Regions from separate parts of the Zea mays genome. Here region 2 is linked to region 1. The links are chromatin contacts, called in public Hi-C maps. All regions are on one chromosome and are shown on one strand. Each heading gives the region's core, a stretch centred on a gene start, on an enhancer-like site or on the middle of the called end of the contact. The rest is flanking DNA. Distances are from core to core; before and after follow the strand shown.

Evidence for each region. A called contact is a pair of places that touch in the nucleus more often than the background predicts.
Region 2: a Hi-C map of leaf shows a contact between it and region 1, with 2.4 times the contacts expected there. The contact joins the enhancer-like site here to the promoter of LOC103627544 in region 1. A contact is called at or near these places in 6 of 25 Hi-C or Micro-C datasets (ear, leaf and tassel).

The regions. Positions count from the first base shown.
Region 1 is chr5:203,585,112-203,588,593 of Zm-B73-REFERENCE-NAM-5.0, forward strand. It overlaps LOC103627544 (ethylene-responsive transcription factor ERF027), which reads left to right and starts at 1,951. Exons shown (of 1, transcript XM_008647830.2): 1 at 1,951-3,482. The coding sequence starts at 2,586. The coding sequence ends at 3,422.
Region 2 is chr5:203,691,617-203,695,098 of Zm-B73-REFERENCE-NAM-5.0, forward strand. No RefSeq gene overlaps it. Among protein-coding and RNA genes, the nearest start is that of LOC100284491, 45 kb to the right of the region's middle. Within about 2 kb of position 1,700, at least 15 of the 20 cell types and tissues checked have an H3K27ac peak or open chromatin away from gene starts, as enhancers often do. A contact at or near this core is called in ear, leaf and tassel, where this site is marked.

The DNA of each region.
Region 1 (3,482 bases), core at 701-3,200:
TTGGACCCCCTCCGTCGGAACGTCAACCCGGACCCGATCAGTTGCTAAATTATTTCATATGACAAAATCAACCAAGGCCATAATAATATGCTGACGTGGTGTCATGAATCATCCTCAGTCGATCTGCGTTCGCCGTAGATACTATGCTCGATCGCGTGGTCAAAGCTAGAGCGTCCGGACATGATCCCCTAGTGCAACGCTGGTACGTACGTTCGCGTGGATTCCGCGCTGGACCGGAGATTTTACTTGTCATCGTCATCATCACAAGAGAAAAGGGCCGGTGAACGCTCGCCTCGGTCGGTCGCGTGACACCCGCCGATTCAACCGGAGTCTCGGAACCAAGCAAGCCGAAAAAAGGTCGCCGATCCAGGCATGGGGCAGGAGCCGCGGGCCGTGACAAACTGCACCGACCAGAATGCGCCGCATCGGGGTGGTGGATGGCTGACTGACGACCGGCCACTTGCGTACGTTTTCTTGGTACCAAAGGAAGTAGTAATTGATTATCACCACCGCACCACATGAGCAGTACGAGTCTCCATCGTCGAACTATCGGAGCGGAGATCACGTCGTACAGTACGTGTACTCGGATATGCCGTATAACCCGTCAGCAGGTCGGCGCAAAGATACCTGGTGATCGAGCTAACGGATTGGATGACATCCACCTCTTTCACAGTACGTACTATAATTTGAACTAATTGTTGACCAGATTTTGACTCCCGTCTCTTGAAATACGAATTGTTTTATTTCAGGTCGGCAACAAATTCGTTCAATTGAAGAACTTTGGAACAGTTATGTTTTGCGCATCATTTCCTTGGAAGAGGTGACGCTAGAAGGTAAGTTATAATGCAATTCCAAACATCTTTTAAAGCTTAATGTTAGAATACTTGATTGGCTTTTGGTTCATATAGTGTAACGTTAACGTTAGGAAAAAAAGTCCAAATTACTCTCCACACCTACGAACGAATGTTCATATAACACTCTAAAGTACTTTTTTAGTTCAATTTATCGCTCCACATGTTTGAGTTGGTTCAATCTATCCCTTAACAAACTTTATTTTTTTTATTTCTCTATGTATAAATTGAGTTTCCACTTTCTAGTCCAAATTTTATTGGTTAGTAGCTCAGGCCACAACTTAGCCTACAAAAAAAAATTATAATTTTTCATAATTCTTTTGACAGGTTACATATTCTATAATAACTTTAATGGTAGAAAACTAAATATTAAATAATCATAAAAATTCTTAATATAATTTTTAACATAAGTTATGATGTCCTTAATCACCTTAGAAAATATAAATTTTAAATTCAACTTTTACATAGAGAAATTAAAAAAAGACAAATATTATTAGTTAAAACGAAAGGATTGGTAGTTTTTTTTTAACTCTTCGAGGTGCTCTTGACAGAGCTTTTTGAGAGACTTGAGCTTTATAGCTTCTTTGGCTTCTCGAGGATAACCCTATTAAACGCTAACTATATCTTGCCATATACAGCGTTAGAAAGCTCAGTTGGGTAAGGCCTAGTTGCTTTATGCGTATTCGATCTTATATGTTTTCCGCCGTTGGCAAGTCGAGAACCATGCCACCATAGCAGCAGGTTCATGCTTGTGTGTTGTTCCGGTCTAACAGAGAAAGCAGCAGGCAGCAGCAGATGCACATATTTGTCAAAACCTGTGTCTGAAATGAACAGGACGCCGCTATCCCGAAACGCACTAATTAGCATCGAGCATGCACAAAGCTAACCCAGAGCTGCGTCCTTCGTGCGACCACGACAGCAGCCTTCGGGGAAGCGTACAGATGGCCACGGCAGAACAGAAAGCAGGGCCCGGCCGGCCGGTTGCCAGTGCCAGCCATCCGGAACCTTGCAGTTGCAGTCCAGCAGCACCCGTCAGGCCGTGAGCCACAGAACCTGCCCCCCACGTCCGGCACGCGTATCTCGCGTCACCCACACAACACAAGCAAGCGAGGAAGAATTAGCACGAATCGCATGACCGCGCAGGGCTAATTTAATGACAGCCCTCAGCCCAGCCTCGCCCCGCCCGCTAATGACAGCGACGGCGGCATCTCGCTGTCTCCCGGTGACGAAGATAAGACGAAGGGGTCGGGGGAGGCGGAGAGCAGCAGAGCTAAGCGCGGCTACAACTATAAGCTTAGCGGTTTTATCCGGTTTACTAGAGCTTAAGTTAGGTGGGCTTGTGTCTCGTGCGCTTTGCTTCTCAGGCACCAGCTCAGCGCAAGCCAATACACACACATGCATCCCCGCTCGAATACGCGTCTGGCCGCCTCCGCTGTGCTTGTTAGCATGCCGCTTTTCACCATGGCGGCCCGCACGCTTCCTTCCCGCTTCTTTACCAACCCTTATATACCCCCGGCACCCCCTCGCCCATCCCATGACACCTCTTGCCCCGCACGAGCTGCAAACGCGCAACACTCGAATAGCTAGCTGACAGCTGCTGGGGAGGGAGGGAGGGATATACCTGTGCGCGTGCACGCGCCATAGATAGGTAGGTGCACTGACTCCACTGCTGCAGGAGCTGAATTTGGCACATGTCAGCAGGTGCCCAAACAGATGGGCGTGCCCTAACGGTTCATGGCTGAGAAGCAGCCGCCGGCACCCCATTCTCCTTCCCCGGCGGTGCAGGTGCAACCGGCCGGGCCGGCAGCCGGCGGCCACAGCCACCACCAGGCGGCTTCTGCTTCGGCTTCGGGCCCAGCCTCGCCTCATTCCCCTTCTCCGGTGGTGCAGCAGGGCGACGGGACGTCGTCGGCGCGGGCAGCTGCCATCACGGCTCCGCCGATGGCGACGACGACCGCGACGAGCTCGGGGGAGCCGTCGCCGCGGTCGTCCGGGAAGCACGCATTCTACCGAGGCATACGGTGCCGGAGCGGCAAGTGGGTGTCGGAGATCCGGGAGCCCCGCAAGGCGCGGCGCATATGGCTCGGCACGTACCCGATGGCGGAGATGGCCGCGGCCGCCTACGACGTGGCGGCCCGCGCGCTCCGCGGCGCCGACGCCGTGCTCAACTTCCCCGGCGCGATCGCCTCGCGCGCGGCCCCAGCGTCCGCGTCCCCCGAGGACATACGCGCCGCGGCGGCCGCGGCCGCGGCCGCCGCGCAGCTCGAGTACTCGCATCAGGGTCGTACCGCCAATCCTCCTCCTCCTCCTGCTTCTCCTCCTTCTCCTGCTGCTGCTGCTGCACAGGACTGGCATCAACAGCACGACGCGGCGGCGAGCTACACGCCGCAGCAGGAGGCCGGCACTGACGAGTTCATGGACGAAGAGGCCATCTTCGAGATGCCGCAGCTCCTGCGGAACATGGCGGCGGGGATGATGATGAGCCCGCCGAGGCTCAGCCCCGACACCTCCGACGAGTCGCCCGACCCGTCCGAGGCCGGGGAGAGCCTCTGGAGCTACCGTGACCCGTAGATTGTTGCACACCTAGCTAGCTAGGCCATGGCAGCACCAGCAGTGTGGTAATAACACAAA
Region 2 (3,482 bases), core at 450-2,949, 110 kb after region 1:
TACTTGAAGCTACTAATGTTCGCTGTTGGAGCAATCTTCTTGCGCCCTGACATCCGAGATCTGCGTAGCATCGACGTGTAGTGGAAGCTTCTTGTATAAGGGATGATGGACACAGTGCGCCGCGCAGCACGGGCGCACTGTTTGACAATGGACTGGACATGCGCGCCGTCTACAGGATGGCAGTGGCGCCACCTGCCAGCGGAGTGGACATGACGCATTAAATGCTAAGGGGCACATCACCTGTCAGTAGGGTGGACAAGCGGCGCGTCCTCTCCGTAATAAATGCAGAGACCGCGCGGCCTAGAGGCCTTACGTCAGGCTCCGCCCGCTGGCTTATGTCACGGGCAACAAGCCACGTGGCAGCATCGGGTCTCCGCCTGAGCGGGGAGCGCAAGCGCACAGGATAAGGCCTGGACACGTGTCAGTACCAGACCCTTGCTTAAGCCAGGGTATCCCCTGTCCCGGGACCTTGTTGTGGCCTGTACCTTACTCGGAGGGATCTGGACCCCATCCAATGGACCCGACATGTTTACTTGGGAGTCCCGGACCGTAACCGGGGGGTCCGGGTTGTGCGTACAGGGGTCCGGTACTTCCCCGCGGAGGTCCGGTCCAACTGATACATCCTGGGATGTATCATCTTTTCTCGCCACGTGGTGCCCCTTAAGCCGTCCACGTGGTGGGGTCGGGTGCTGTTTACCGTGCGGCTAGAGATCGTCGTACGGGCACCACGTCTTCATACTGTAGTAAGGGGTACCCCTGATTCAGGGTACCGACAGCACCATTAGCACTGAAAAACACCAATATAAATAGCATTAGAATTGTCAGTATAAAGTTTCTATGTATGTACTAGTGATTTCTAGTGCTCTGGCTACTAGTGATATTCAAACAAGTCGTCTAGCCCGGCTAGCCACGGGCCCGTGAAGCCTGGTCCGATTTGGATCCAACCCATCAGGCACGGTTAGAAAATTAGGCTGGGTCTAACAGGCCCGTAGGCTTGTTTTCCTGAATGGGTCCGGCACGCTACTGGCTTAACAGGATGGGCCGACCCGTAAGCACCAAAAAAGTGGGCCGAAAAGCGGGCTTAATAAGCTGAAAAGCACGGTTTAGTATAAAAAGGGGCCAAGCGCTAAACAGGTCGTGCCGAGCCAGCACGCCATGCTTGATTCTGTGTCCGGGCTCGACCCGCTTATTCGTGCCAAGCCGGTCAGTCCGTTTTAAGCGGACTTGTACCCTGCCAAAAAACGTGTTTTGGGTCGGACTTAGGGCTTGGTGGACATCTGTACCGACTACCATGTGTGATAAGTTGGTGAAAACGACCTGATCGGTTCGGTAGCAAGTAGCAACGAGCCAACGATAAGTATGACGCCATCTCATGAGTCATGAAGAAAGCTGATTATGACTGGGAAGCTTCGCTAAGATGATCCGGTCATGGAAATGCCTAGGATAGCTACCACCACTCGGTGAATTATCTCAGAAGATGGTGGCCTTAGCTGTCCTCTAAGCGAAACGCTGAAAAGCCATCGAAATTCCTGAGCTGGTGCCTGTTGTACTTGCGGACGAACGGTTAGTGGTTTGCTAAAGTCATTATATTGTTTGTTCTTTTAATAATAATAACTGTAGCCCAACGGTGTTATGGGACATATCCGGGCTTCTAAGGTTTTTCAGCCCAGCAATCCTTGGACAACTCCGATCCAAACTATTTGAAGGCCCAAAGCTTTTGCTGGAACATTGCGCACTCACCAGCAACAGGCCCAGTCAACAAAGCAGGCGTAGATCAGACTGCCTAAGGTTTTCGGCCGATATTTAGGCCTGTTTGTGAGGAATTCACTTCAAGAATTTCAACTTCTCTTTTCCAACTTCATCATAAAACAGCTCTAACAAACTGTTGTAGTGAGTTTGAGCAGTGTTTAGCCTGCACATGGACTCCAGCTTTTGTAATTCAATTGATTTGTGTCAGTTTACTTGATTACTCTTGATTATTGGTGGTTGTCACAAGAGAATCGAAGCACTACGTTGTGTAACTAGTGGCGCGGTGCTAATTTTATGTAACTTCATGAGGAGTTATGAAAACAGTATTTGCGAAGCATCCTTTGATAAGCTTTGTGATTTTTGTGAAGATGGTCTCTAGTTTCAATTTTTTCCAAAGCCCAAAATTTTTGAAATAAAGCCTCCCAAATAGGCCCTCAATATAGAAAGCAAAAAATATGGCGTCATTTTTTTACTAATTAGTTGATCGTGCATCGCTACGGTTTCTATATGTCGGGGACCGTAATTAGGGGTACCCCCAATGCTCCTTAACCTGGTTGGAAAACATCTTCAGAAACAAACTGCAAAGACTGATAAGCACGGTTCAAGTCAAGGCCTCGTCTACCAAGGGACGCGATCTCGCCTCGCCCGAGCCCGGCCTCGGGCGGGAACAGTAGTCCCAGACGAATTCACGCCTCGCCCGAGGACCTCCTCAGGCAGTGGGCGCACCCTCGGCTCGCCCGAAGCCCAGCTTGGTCAAACTTTGTCGTGTAGCGACCTCAGCCAAATCGCCTTACCAACCGACCATACCGCATGCGCATTTAATGCGGGGATCGCCTGCCACCTTATCCTGACACGCGCGCCTCAGTCGGCAAGGTCGAAGTGACCGCAGTCACTTCGCCCCTTTACTGACCGTTCTGACAGGAAAATAGCGTTATTCACCCCGTTCCGACTACTGTGCCAACCACCAGGGTAAAGCTGAGTCACGACCTCCCCCGAGTTTAGCCTCGAGCGCAACAGGGAGCTCCGCCTCGCCCGACCTCAGGCCTCGGCCTCAGCCTCGGCCTCGGAAGAAGGTCTCCGCCTCGCCCGACCCTGGGCCTCGGCCTCAGCCTCGGCCTCGGGAGGAGTCACAACCTCGCCCGACCTCAGCCTCGGCCTCAGGAGAAGTCTCCGCCTCGCCTGACCTCGGCCTCGGACCGACTACGCTACAGGGGATACATCATTACCCTACCACTAGCTAGCCACCCCTTGCTACGAAGGAACAAGACCAGAGTCTCATCAAACTACTCCAATAGCAGGTAATGATGGTTCCCCGCGTCCGGCCATGACATCGATGGCTCTCAGCTCCTTACGGAAGCAAGGAAACGTCAGCAGGACCCCGGGCCGCACCGTCAGCTACGCTTCTACGGGGCTCAAGCACTTCTCCGACGGCCACGTTAGCACGTGTACAGGGCTCAAGGCACTTCTCTGCCAGCCACGTTAGCACATAGCTACACCCCCATTGTACAGCTGGGCATCTCCTTGTATCTATAAAAGGGGATGTCCAGGGCCTTCCAAGGGAGGCGGGGGAGGCAAAAGACGGAGGCAAAAGACACAGGCAAAAGACGGACGGGAAGGGCGAAGGCAGGCGAGCGAAGAGAGGCAGGCAGAGTAGGAGAGACGCGGTGGAGGCAAACTCATACAACTCACCTTAAGGCCAAACCCTCTCTCTCCCTCTCTCTCTCTCTCTCGCT